Linked DNA regions of Mus musculus: all the other regions are linked to region 2. The links are chromatin contacts, called in public Hi-C maps. All regions are on one chromosome and are shown on one strand. The core of a region is the stretch at or near the end of the contact, and the rest is flanking DNA. Distances in the headings are between cores, read along the strand shown. Region 1 overlaps Slc39a11 (solute carrier family 39 (metal ion transporter), member 11). Region 2 overlaps 2610035D17Rik (RIKEN cDNA 2610035D17 gene). Region 3 holds the start of Slc39a11 (solute carrier family 39 (metal ion transporter), member 11).

Region 1 (4,130 bases), core at 952-3,451, 290 kb after region 2:
GGACAGCCTCCGAGCAAACAACAATAAATGACAACATCCCTAATGTGGAGAAGCCCTGCTTTTGAAAAACTCAGGCTGCCTGTGCCCTCAGCTCTCCCCGAGATTACAAATTAACACTGGGAACTCTGAGCTCTTGTTACTACCAAGAAAAGAATTCTGTCACTTTCTCTAGGATGGCTGCCTGCCCTCACGACTCAATACATTTTTAATTAAGCATCAGCTGTCTACCAGCAATGCAGCTCCTTGGGATATGAAAAGAGCCAATCCCCACAGCTGCACGACCTGCCCCTTCTCCTTTGAGAGACCAACAGGCCAATCAATGACCGATTGAACAACTGCAGACCCCAGTGGTGACGATGGTTGGAAAAAGGGACTGGCAGCGTGGCTCAGCGGGTAAGGTGTTTGTTGTGGAAGCATAAGGAGCGAGAGTTTGGATCCCGAACATCCATATGAGAGCCAGGCACGTTGCTGGTGCCTGTGACCCAGCTCTGGGGAGGTGGAGACAAATGGATACCTGGAGCCCATTGGTCAATCAGCTTAGCGAAGTGGGGAGTTCCAGCTTCAGTGAGGAGTCCCGGTTTGAGAAGATGAGGCAGAGGATGATGGAGAAAGGCATCAGGCATCAACCTCTGGCCTCCAGGCTCACACATGCACATGCGTTTCCACCCACACATAGATACACACGTGTACCACATAAAAAGCGAGTTAAATGCATAAACAACTGCACCACGGCCGATGGTAACAGCCACGCTTGCTCCTGGCTTCGTGCTGGGTGTGTTCAGAGATTTGCATAAGCTTCGCCATTATTAAACAGGGAGGTGTGTGTGTGTGTGTGTGTGTGTGTGTGTGTGTGTGTGTGTTCCGTGGGTTACTGTGGAGACTGGCCTCTCTGAGGGTGATATTTTAAAAAAAAAGAAAACAAATCGTGACGACCCCTTAACCCTCAGACCCTTCAGCTGCTCCATCTCAGATGCCGGTGGCTGTATGGCTTCCTACCCAAGTGTTAGGGAGCAGGGGGATGGATGGATGATGGGAAGATCCCACCCCAAGTGCACTCAGGAACTGCCCTTTGAGGGCCAGAAAGATGGCTTAGGAGGTGCAAGCCTGAAGACTTGAGTGTGACCCCTAGATCCCACAGTAGAGAACAGACTCCTGAATCTTCCTCCATGCAGTTCCCTTTGCATGTGCAGCCCTGTGCGCTCACGCTCTCTCTCTCTCTTTCTCTCTCTGTCTCTCTCTCTCTCTCTGTATGTCTATCTCTCTGTCTCTCTCAATATATCTCTCTCAGTCACACAAAACCAAGTAAACATTTTTTTAATTAAACTGAGCCCCGCCCCCAGACGTTATTTTTCTTATTTTCCATGTGTGCCTGCATGTATCTACGTTTGTGTGACACCTGAATGCTGGCTCCCACAGAGGTCAGAAGAGGGCACACGCTCTCCTGGAACCGGAGTTATGGATAACTGTGAGCCACTATGTGCTGCTGGGAACTGAACCTAGGTCCTCTGCAAGAGCATCAAGTGTTCTTAAGCACAGAACCATCTCTACCACCAAGAGGATAGATGGAACAGCGCCAGGGTATCTTAGCTGTGTCCATGCCTACCCACCACCCTCAACCACCCACACGCTCGGTCACACGTTGACCCCTCAGAAGCCTGAGGCCTTAAATCTACTAGAGCAGCACACTGACCACAGCTCAGATATGCCTGTCACTGTAAGAACAGGGGTGGGGTAGAGGGGGTGTGAATGTGATGCAGATACATGAAGAATGAAACACTGCCTAGGGTTAGATGAGATCAGCCACATACAGAGAATGGCGAGCACCACAGGCTCTCTTCTGGCTTAAGGTGGCTCTTGACATGAGATGACAGCACTGCTGTTCTGGGGAATCCCTGTCTTGCTGCACATCTGGTGTCCAGGTGAGATGGTGACAGGGTTCTGTACACAGATGCCCTTGGTAAACACAGCCTCAGCCTGTGCAGCAGGTAACATGTCTTTCTCGTGCTGTGGTAACTACCTTGATGTGGCAGGCTTCTCTTCCAGGACTCACTAACTCTAACCTCCAGTGATTTTCCATTCACACTCCCTCCTTGAAACCCGGCAGCCCCACAAGATGGGCAAAGGGGCATACATCTCTCTGGGACACACACGTGACTGGTGCCAGCTGTTCCTGACTTTCTGCCTCAGTCCTGCGTGTGCCTAGCTGAGTGAGTCACCTTCCTTCCTGCCGCCACAAGGGCTTTGGACAGCTCAGTCTTGCTGCATCACCTAACAGCTTCCAAATGGCAACGCGAAATATACACAGCTCCTTCCCAAACTGCGAAAAGAAATGCTCTGCTTCCTTCTCACCCACCTGCGGCCTCCTGCCCTGCCCTTCCTCCCCCCTTTCTACCCACGGCCCTTAACCCAGCTCTGTACAGGAAGCCAAGAGTGGGCTGCTGGGGGTGGGAGGCCACACCCCTCTAAGGCTCCAGAATTGAGGATCTCCATGCTTGTGCAGTGGAATTACAATTATTACCGTTGTTATTATTACTTTTACCATGCGTGGTTTGAGGCCAGTGTCTGGCCCACAATACACAAGACGGAAGCCACCCACTCCTCAAAGAGGCAGCTGCTGAGAGGAATGGCACTTTTTTTTTCAGAAGGAATAAAGAGGAAGTAGAAAGAAGAGGAAGGAGAGATGAGATGAAAAGAAGGTGGGTCAGAGAGGCAGACAGGGGGCAGGAGAGTGATTCTGCATGTGCCTCGCATGAACACAAAAGGCCTCAGGATGCAGAATGCACACACGGAGAACTAAACGCTGACTTTCTGTTCATTGTGGCTTGCTGTCCCCAGGTGAGGAAGAAAGAGCGCAGAACCACCCACAAACTCACACCCAAATTAAGTCAATATGGCTAGAGGGCCAGCTCCATAGATAAAGGGCTTGCTACATAAGCCTGATGACCTGGGTTCGGATCTCAGCACCCACGTGTGGGTGCAGCAGTGTGCACATCTGAGATCCCTGCACTCCTACAGGAAGATGGGATGCAGAGGCCAGACCCTCCCCACACTCCTAGGACCGCTAGCCAGGTCCACACAGTGCTGAATGGTAAGATGCTGTCTAAAGCAAGAGAGATGGGTAAGGTCAGACTCCCATGGAAGGTGCATGCATGCACGGGCACCCACACGTACCAGGCACACCAGAGAGCATTATGGGAGGGCCATATTACCCTCAGGCAGTAGCATCCCAGGGCTCCTGCTGGCATTCCCAGCATTCTTTGCTGCTGGCTTTCCCAGCACTCCCAGCGTTTTTCACCTTTCGGGTGTTGTTTTACCCACGGGTAGAAGATAAAATGGCAAACTAACTGCAAAGCACAGCGACATGAATGGCAGTGCGTACCAGACCCCCAAGTTCCCTGCTGTCCTCCTAACTCACTGTAGACCGACGTCAGGCACATCTGCCTCGGGTCCCAACGGTGCCCTTTGCTGTGTTCCATGTCACCTGTACTCTTTGCTTCCCTGCTGGGGTATCTCAAAGCTACCAACAACCAGATCTAGGGAGAAACAGGCTGGCCAGGCTCTGATGTTAGCTGTCCATGGGACTTGCCCGTTTCAAGTTCGCATACACCAGCCTTCATGCTCAGGAGGTTCAGAGTGGGGACTCCTTAACTTCTCCTGGGTATTGGACTCTGTGGGCTTTCCAGCCCCCTAGAGCAAAGATTCTTTAGTGGGGTCTATGAGAAGCTCAGAACGCTCTGGGAGAAGTCAAGAGAAAGGTCAGAGAATTAACTGGTTCCCTTCCCCCTCCCTGTGGACATTATACCAGGGGAGACAGGAGCAGAGCCCTGAAGAGGAACTCTGTCCTCAGGAACCCAGGCAGGGATGAGGAAGGGCCCACAGGGCCACCTGCCTAGAGCCTCACCTGAGCTTAGCTTCCTCCATGCCCCGCCTCTACCTCCCGCCATCCCCACTTAACCCAGACACACAAGGTGACGTTGAATAATTGATGCTGTTTTTATGTCTGAGAAATTGCCATAAAAATGACACTGATAACATAATCTTAAATTATTCCACATAATGGAAAAAAAATTAAATGTCGCCTTTGATCGCCAGCTAGAATATGAATGGCGCTTACATAATAAATGACTTTC
Region 2 (3,952 bases), core at 1,436-3,935:
CCCTGGGGTCACGGAGGCCACTGAGGATGGGGTCACATGACAGCCAAGCCAGGGAAGTACCCAGATTCCAATCAGAAGGCAGGCTTTGCACGGAGAGCATTTCGCTCACAGGACAGTAAGGTCAACAGCTCCAGAACAGTGCTGGGGACAGAATGCAGCAAAGGAGAGCCTGCAGAGCACGCATGAGGTCTGGGGTAAAGATGGGTGTGTGTGTGTGTGTGTGTGTGTGTGTGCGTGCGCGCGCGCACGTTGTGGCTTTGTTTTCTTGCTTTAATGGACATTTAAGCAAAGGAAAGTTGGAGCCTAGATGACCAATGAATGTTCTGGGTGTTCAATGAAGTAAGGAGTGTGGAATCAAACACAGGGCCAGCTCCCCTGGTGACCAGCCCATCTCTCTCACCTCCAGCTTTGACAGACACCGCCTATCCCGAGTTGTTCACAAAGAGGGCTGAGTAAACCGGAAACCCCAAGAAGAGGACGAGAGGAACCGGCAGGAGAAAGGACCTGCCTGTGGATGAGCAAAGGGCTGACAGGCAGTGCTGAGCGGCTGGAAGAGGGAAGAGAAGATGATCTTGGAGCGAGGTCCCCAAGCTCAGACACAGAGGATTGCTTAGAAAAAAAAAAAATGACAGCTTTTGTCTGGGTTTGAGGTGGCAGGCTCAGAAGATAAGAAGGAGGCCTGTGCCCAACTCCATGGGCTTCCCTCGAGTCTCGCTTGGGCACTGCTGAACACGCCTGGCTGAGCGGACCGTTCTCCCTCTCCACCAACCTCATGGGGTCTCAGGGAACTGCCTAAGGAGTTACCTAGCAATGCAGGACAGGATGGGAGTTAGCTCTGTGTTCCTGTTATTTACATTTTAAAAAGGTAATGCACACACACACACACACACACACACACACACAGCTTCTCATTCCACCCTGTTAGAACAAACCAAAACCAAAAAGATTAATCATTAAAACTTTAGAAACCTAGTACCTAGGCACCGGGGTAGCCCGAGGAAATAGCGGCTTGTTCTCAAGGAGATGGGGCAGAAAACCTGCCTCTGTATCAAAATGGGAACCTGCAGAATGAGCCCTGTGTCTCTGTCACAGCGATGTGATAGGGACATCTGCCAAGACTTTCAAGGAGACAGACGCTGGGTAGGTTTCAGCTTAGGCCACTGGCAACTCTCCTGTTCTCCCACAGTGCGCGCTAAGGGCCCTACTACCCATAGGCAGCCTGCTCACCTCCTGACACTTCTCAGCTACAAGCTCCTACCCCCAAAGGAATGACCCTTTGGGTTAAAAGCTCTGCAACCCCCCCACACACACACACACACACACACACAGTAGTTCCACACTTAGCAATCCATAAGCCAGGGCAGTTGGCTCTCGAGGCTGGGCCATGAACTCAGAAGAGGACAATGCAGCTTTTTTCTTTTGAGGAAGGTGTTTGCTTAACACTCTGCCCTCTGAAGGCCAAAGAGAAGAGCCGGGCTGTGAAGGCAGGACCAAGGATCAGCACCCAGAAGGCATCCCAAAGCCAACACCCCAGGGGGGTCTGCAGCGGAGGAGCACGGCATGAGCAGGGGGTGGGGAAATGCAGAAAGGGTCCCCAGAGCCTGCACATCCACTTACAGGGACAAATGGCCCTTAAGCTATAGCTGTGTGCCAGAGTGTTCCAAGAGGCTTAAAAGACGTGGAGCTGGAAAGCAGAGGAGAAGATGGAGGCTGAGATGTGCCGGTACAGCCCCAGGTTCAAGGCTGGATGGATACTGTTTCCTGGCTGTGCGCTTCTGCCCATCAGGAGCCCCTTCACCAGTGCCCCCTCCCTTGCTGTAAATGCACAGTCCCACACACAGATGCCAGTGTTGCTTCCAACCAGGTACCAAGGACCCAGTTGGGTCCAACGGTAAACTAGAGAAAGACAGACCATAGAGCATCCATAACTACATAGACATAAATGGAGCCAGCATGCAGGGGAGATGCTAGGGCGAGAGCCTGCTGCAAAGGCATGAGGACCTGAGTTCAAAGCCCACAGAGCCTGGTGTGAGTGTGTCGGTGCCTGGATCCTTAGCATGGGGATGCGGAGGCAGGATGGTTGCGGGGGCTTGCGGCTGACAGCCTAGCTGCAGTGAGAGATGCTGTCTTCAAGGAGTCAGGGGGAGAGGGATAGAACAGGTAGGGTACCTAACATGTCCCCTCTGGCCTCCACATACCCACACGGCCACACACGGATGGGCGGATGGACGGACGGACGGACGGACACACCCCAAAACAAAAGCACCCTGTGTCTCAATAGTGACAAATGGGAGAGAAAGGGCCAAGAAACGGGAACACAAACCCCACACATGGGCCAGGAAGAGAGATCCCCAACTGAGTGCGTAAAATCACCCCACATGTCCCTCCACCTCCCTCCCGCCCCTGATTTCAGGTTGTCACCTTTTGACGAGCAATCCACAGGCCACTTGCCCAGATTACACTTCCCACCTTTGTCTACCTGGCCAGTCCGGACTCTATAACACGAACACGGGAAGTGGGGAGGGGCGCAAGCATCCTGTGTGTGCCCTCCCACTCAGGCACCTGCGTCTCTTGCAAACTCTCATCCTCTATCCCCCCCTCCCCCCCCCATGTATTAGTGACTTGATTCACTGTTGTGGTGAAAGCAACTCACAGGAGAGGATGTTGACTTTGAATCCCGCTTTAAGGGAGCGGTGTGGAAGGCCTGTCGGAAGCATGAAGCGGCTGGCTGCACTGCGTCTGTGATCAGGAAGCAGGAGAGATGCGTGCTGGGGTCAGCTCAGTTTCTCATAATGAGTCAACCCTGAGCCCGGCCGATAAGGATGGGCAAGTCTTCCCTCCACACGCAGTTCGACCTCTGGAAAAACTCCCACAGACACACGCCCACGAGTGCATTTCCTGGGTGACTCTGAATCCAGTCAGGCTGACAGCAAACACTATCCCTCACGTTCAGGGTGAACCGCTCTAAGAAGGCAGCGGCCTCCCTCACCTGCAAGTCAGCGTCTGGCGCATTCCGTCTCTCTGTGCAGCCTAGAGTCATCTCATGCTTCCTTCCCTGGGCTCTGCCTGGGAGCCCCTGGGAGCCCCTGGGAAGTCTGGGGTTCTGGCTACAGCACTTTGCTCAAGTTCATTTCCTCTCCCCTTGCCTAGGCCAGATGTTCAATACCCTTTTGATAGATACAAACATGGTTCCTCGTCCCGGGGGTCCTCAGGTTGGGGTAGGGCTGGTGAGGAGGAAGAGGGTGGGAACAGGAGTAGATCACACCTCAGTTTTCACATACAGCAGCCTTAAAAGTCACCTGGGGGGGGGGTCAGCTTCCGCTTGCCTGATAAGCCTGGGGACAAGTGCTACCAGCATCTGCTCCCACAAAACCCCTCCTCTGGCCACTTTGGAGGGGCAGGAGCAAAGCCTGGGGGAGCCAAGTCCTTCCTGGCTGAAAACAGGGCTGGACTGTGTTCCAGTCTCCCACTTTTTTTGGTCAGGACACACCTGTTCTCCCTCAGCCTTGAGACCCAGCAGCCTGGATGGAGGAGGTCCCATCTCTAACTCTGGCAGTCAAGGTGGGAGGCATATAAAGAGACAGCGCAGGAAGTGCAGGACAAGACAAGGCTCTGAGCCCTGAGGGCAACCAACACCCCTCTCAGGTCATCCCATTAGCCCGTTTGCCGCCAAGAGTCCAACAGGCTGGATACCCTGGATGCAGTGAGGGCTAGTGCCCTCGCTCTCTGAGTTCCTCAAGCGAACAAAGTCAGACGTGAAAGGCACAGACAGCGCTATAGGAGGGGCCTCAGAAGGGTGTTCTGATGGAGCCAAAAGCAAACCAGTCACCACCCAGGTACCACTGTGCACAGCCAGACTTCTAGTCCTCTGGTTATAGACTTCAAAAGCAACTCAAGGTAGCGGGGGAGGGTGCTCACAACCACTCCAAGGGGGAACTATGGTACAGGATGG
Region 3 (4,280 bases), core at 302-2,801, 390 kb after region 2:
AGTAAAATGTTAAACATACACAAAGACCGAGATGGAGCTAGCATCCTCTCAAGTCTCACTATCCGAGACAGATCACAGCGTAAAACATCCCCCAAGTACCTCATTGTGTCTTTTGACAGCTACTGGTTAAAAGAAACGATTCCCATTTGCCAGCCAGCAAAATCAAACCAAAGGGAGTTGTGCGTCTCCATGGCGGCCAGAGAGATAGGAAAACACTCTTCTAAGTTCACTGCATAACTGAGTTCCTGAGAACTCAGAGCCCTGGCCACCCACCACTTATCACAGTGTGAGCCCAGCACGCCTCTTCTTCCACTCACTGTTTGAAAACTCTGGCTACTCTCTAAGGGTGGTGGAAAGCCAGATGTCTGGTCCCTCTTGAGAGCTACTTAGATGATTTTTTTTTTAATGTAGCCTGGAACTTACTGTGTAGCAGAGAGTGGCTTTGAACTCCTGATCCTCCTGCCTTCCACCTCCCAAAGCCGGAATTGCCAGAGTGTGCTACAATAGCTGGTTTTTGTGGTACTGGGGAATCAAACTCAGAGCTTTGTACATGGTAAGCAAGCACTCTACCATAGGGGCTCCATCTCCAGCCGTTGGAGCTACGTAAAAGCACAGGGCGCAGGCGACATCACACACTTGTGGGATTCCCCAAATCTGCACCTTATTTAACTCCATGGGGGAGTTAAATCTTGCCAGGCAGTCTGCTTCAGACTTTCTCCAGAGCTGGATATTGACATCATAAACTGGACCAGTGACCAGGACAGGGGACCATTCTCCACCCATCCTATAACTTGAGAGAAGCCAACAGCGGGCTGACAGCACAGAGCAGCCAGCTCCCATGACTCCAGTAAATTTCCTTCTGTCCTTTTCTGTCTCTTTCCCTGTCTTTTAAATGTTGCCTCCGCACTTCAAAACGCTGGTTTAGTTAAAGCGAGGCACTGCGTGGGCTTAAGGGAGCTGGCACAGAACTCGTGGACCGGACTTTACCAGAGACGCCCATGAGACAGATTCAGGATCTGGACCACTAGCATGAACATGAAAAAGTTCTCCAGGAGGCAGGCATGCTGCCGGCTCTCCAGCCTCCCCCAGACCTGCCACAGGTGGAGGTGGGAGGGGCCTCCGAATGGCTGCCACTGATACCACAGGTCCCTTGTCCCCTATACACACCACCATGAAACAATGAATGAAGAGACCCTTGGCTGTGCACTCAGGAGCTTCGCATCACTGTCTCCAGCTCATCCTAGGGTGGAGCAGAGGGGTCCCAAACACCCTCCTCCCCCTGCCACCTGTCACAGCCCCTGCTGCTCTTCCAGGACTTGCACCTTAGGGCACCCCTTTGCAAGCTCCAGGCCGCTGCACACTCTCGAGACTGCCCGGCACCCCGGGCCTGAAGGAGAGAAAAGGCGACTCACTAGGGTGCCCTCTCCAGCCCCCTCTCCACTTCCATCAGCCCCCGATGCCACTCGCTCGCCCGGCTCCACTCTCGCGGTCACTTCCTGCTTCACTCCAGCACACGTGGCCCTCCACCGCCGGGCCCCGCCCCTTCGCAACCGGCGAATCCTGCCTGGAGAATAAAGTCTCAGGTTCACAGGCTTCCGTGCTCGCAGGAACAGAGGCGGGCGGGCAAAAGCAGCACTCTCCCCTTCCCCCAAGTCCACAAATGCAAAGGCGAAGGCCTAGGGCAGTGCACACACCCCAGGAAATCTTGGGGAGGCTACAGACACCCAAAGAAGGGGCACTTTGGATCAGTTCTGACGTACTTAATGTTGTCTACATCTTTTGTCATATGTCCTAAACATGACAACATAGGTCCTAACTGAGCTACGGAGCCAGTGTCAAGATGGGCAACATTCTGAAGGTCAATGGCTTTATTCTCAAGGTCAATACCTTCCATTAGAAGGATGCCCAGGCTCTGCATTCTACTTGAGCTTGCAATCTTTCACTTGCTGACTACAGCCTGTCAATGTCAATATTGAGGACCCACTGAGGGCCACATATGCGAAGCATCACCCCAGGTCATAGGCTTTCCGCTCCAGGGCTTCTATGAAAACACCTTGACTAGATTTAGCTGCAATAAAATGAAGGCCAGATATCTGGTTCAATTTGAATGTCAGGAAAACAACAAATAGTTTCTTATTATAAGTATGCCCTGTGCCCTGTAAGGGATGCACACATGCAAATGTCATGACTGTTTTTTGAAATGTAAAGTTAAATGAGTGGTCAGTGTTGCATTTGGCAGCCCAAGCATAAAGTACTCAGGACAGGAGAACAGCCTGCAGTTGGAGTATACAAAGAAGACAGTAAGAGCAGGCATCTATTACCCTCTTAGAGAGCGGTGTGCCTTCCTAGTGAGGACCACTCTGTATTCGCAGCGATGAAGGAAGAACTCTCTTAGGGTGGTTGTCCAGCTCTCAGCGAATGCCCAATCAGCTCCCACCAGGTTTTATTAACTTATATACACGCTAGGCTTAAGCATTTCACATACATTGACATCCTTCAATCTCAGGTCCTGGACCCAGGTAACCCTTTGAGCAACTTAAAAAGAGGCTGCAGACTGCAAGTCTGGCCACATAGGCAGCTAGGAGATTTACACAGCAAAGACATTGCACGCTGCCAGAACGATTTTGAGTGCAGCCGGTGCTGTTCTCTTTCTGAATAGTTGTTACCCAGGGTCATCTTGTCCACCTGGTGGAATGATGGTTTTCTAGACAGCAGCACAAAGGATTTCATGGCAGACCTGGATTTAACAATGGTTGTGACCCTGCACTCCCATCCACCCCAGCCCCAACTGCCCTTTAGGGGTATGTCTTCCATATGGGAAAAACCTAATGGCTGGTTGTTAAGTCAGGGTCGTCTCCCTTGTCGTGGGAATCAAAGTCTAACGATTGAGCGATCCTGGAGAGTAAATACTCACATCCTAGCATTCCTAAGCTTCGCTTTTCTCTAACAGGTCTTTGTGCACACTGCTTATTATCTTTGGGGTATTTTGAAAGTTGTGCTCCTTAGTTAAATTCCACTTGTATGATCTGATGTGGATTTGTGTGACTTTTCTCCTAAGCAAATCTATTAGGAAGTCCTTTCTAATCCCAGTTCTATCTAACTCTTAACTCCGAGTTCCGAGTTCCACCTACATCAGTCCAGCAAGAATCAGCTACTCATGCCAACTGTCACCCCACAGGCACTGTGCCGTGTCAGGAGGTGACCTGGAGGGATGGTCTTATGCCCCTCAAGAGACCCGCCACCTCCCAGGCCAGGCAAGGTGCCACATGCCTGTGACCTACTACTTGGGGAACTGAAAAATAGGGGTATGGCTAAGAACCAACCTGAGCTATACAACAAGACCCTGTCTCAAAAACAAACACCAGCTTATTACTAAACAGCACAAAACAAGGCCCAGGGGGCGAGGTCTTCAGTTCCAACACACAAAAAAAAAGGGTCGCAGCACTCCCCCACTGTGCCAGCCATTACACAGTACGGTGCCTTGAATGCAGCGCCTTGGATGTGCCACAGAATTCTATGGAAAGCCAAAGTGGATGGAGTTGAGATTAAACAAAACTGAGCGCACTCACGGGTTCACACCCGTTGAAGCTGGAGAGCAGCCGCACAGGGAGTCCCTGAATTTTCCTACTTTCCTATGCATTTAAAATTTTCAGAATGGAGAGTTAACCAAGACTTTTGGTTGGTTGGTTGGTTGGTTGGGTTTTCTCTTTGTTTTTGTTTCTGTTTTGTTTTTAAATCAACCTGCCCAGGGTGTCTCCTGCCTGGTCCCTTCTTTTCCACTTTGAGCATGCGGCCTCCTGACCTTCCTCTAAGGTCACAGACAGACTTCTTGGGATCCACCTTGCCCACCCATTTCCTGGTTAAGCTGTGTGAAGCATGAGGAGCCTCCCCTCCCACCTCCCTGCTCCTCGGTCTCCCTTTAACCCTTTCTACTTGTGATGGTTTGTATATCCTTGGACCATGGAGTGGCACCATCTGAAGGTGTGGCCTTGTTGGAATAGGTGTGACCTGGTTGGAATGGGTGTGTCACTGTGGGTGTGGGTATAAGATCCTCACCCTAGGTCAGTCTTCCACTAGCAGCCTTTGGATGAAGACATAGAACTCTCAGCTCCTCCTGCGCCATGCCTGCCTGGATACTGCCATGCTCCCACCTTGATGATAATGGACTGAACCTCTGAATCTGTAAGCCAGCCCCAATTAAATGTTGTTTTTTATAAGACTTGCCTTGGTCATGGTGTCTGTTCACAGCAGTAAAACCCTAACTAAGACACTACTCAAGG

Evidence for each region. Hi-C and Micro-C count contacts between places; a contact is called where the count stands out from the background.
Region 1: a contact with region 2 is called in a Hi-C map of Th2 cells, with 2.8 times the contacts expected there. The contact joins two enhancer-like sites. A contact is called at or near these places in 33 of 484 Hi-C or Micro-C datasets (Th2 cells, cardiomyocytes, double positive thymocytes and 9 more), 6 of 115 datasets of contacts at active chromatin or transcription factors (T-cell acute lymphoblastic leukemia, embryonic stem cells, memory CD8 T cells and 2 more) and 1 of 9 other capture datasets (embryonic stem cells).
Region 3: a Hi-C map of regulatory T cells shows a contact between it and region 2, with 4 times the contacts expected there. The contact joins the promoter of Slc39a11 here to the enhancer-like site in region 2. A contact is called at or near these places in 3 of 484 Hi-C or Micro-C datasets (CD4 T cells and regulatory T cells), 3 of 115 datasets of contacts at active chromatin or transcription factors (memory CD8 T cells, regulatory T cells and stem cell-derived neural progenitor cells) and 1 of 9 other capture datasets (embryonic stem cells).

Annotation. Positions count from the first base shown.
Region 1 is chr11:113,467,925-113,472,054 of GRCm38.p6, forward strand. All of the region lies in intron 4 of Slc39a11 (solute carrier family 39 (metal ion transporter), member 11), which reads right to left. Among named protein-coding and RNA genes, the nearest start is that of Gm51928, 11 kb to the left of the region's middle. Within about 2 kb of position 2,202, at least 89 of the 459 cell types and tissues checked have an H3K27ac peak or open chromatin away from gene starts, as enhancers often do. A contact at or near this core is called in Th2 cells, where this site is marked.
Region 2 is chr11:113,177,431-113,181,382 of GRCm38.p6, forward strand. All of the region lies in intron 1 of 2610035D17Rik (RIKEN cDNA 2610035D17 gene), which reads right to left. Among named protein-coding and RNA genes, the nearest start is that of 2610035D17Rik, 22 kb to the right of the region's middle. Within about 2 kb of position 2,686, at least 14 of the 459 cell types and tissues checked have an H3K27ac peak or open chromatin away from gene starts, as enhancers often do. A contact at or near this core is called in Th2 cells and regulatory T cells, where this site is marked.
Region 3 is chr11:113,564,264-113,568,543 of GRCm38.p6, forward strand. Slc39a11 (solute carrier family 39 (metal ion transporter), member 11) reads right to left here and starts at 1,552. Exons shown (of 10, transcript NM_027216.5): 1 at 1,413-1,552.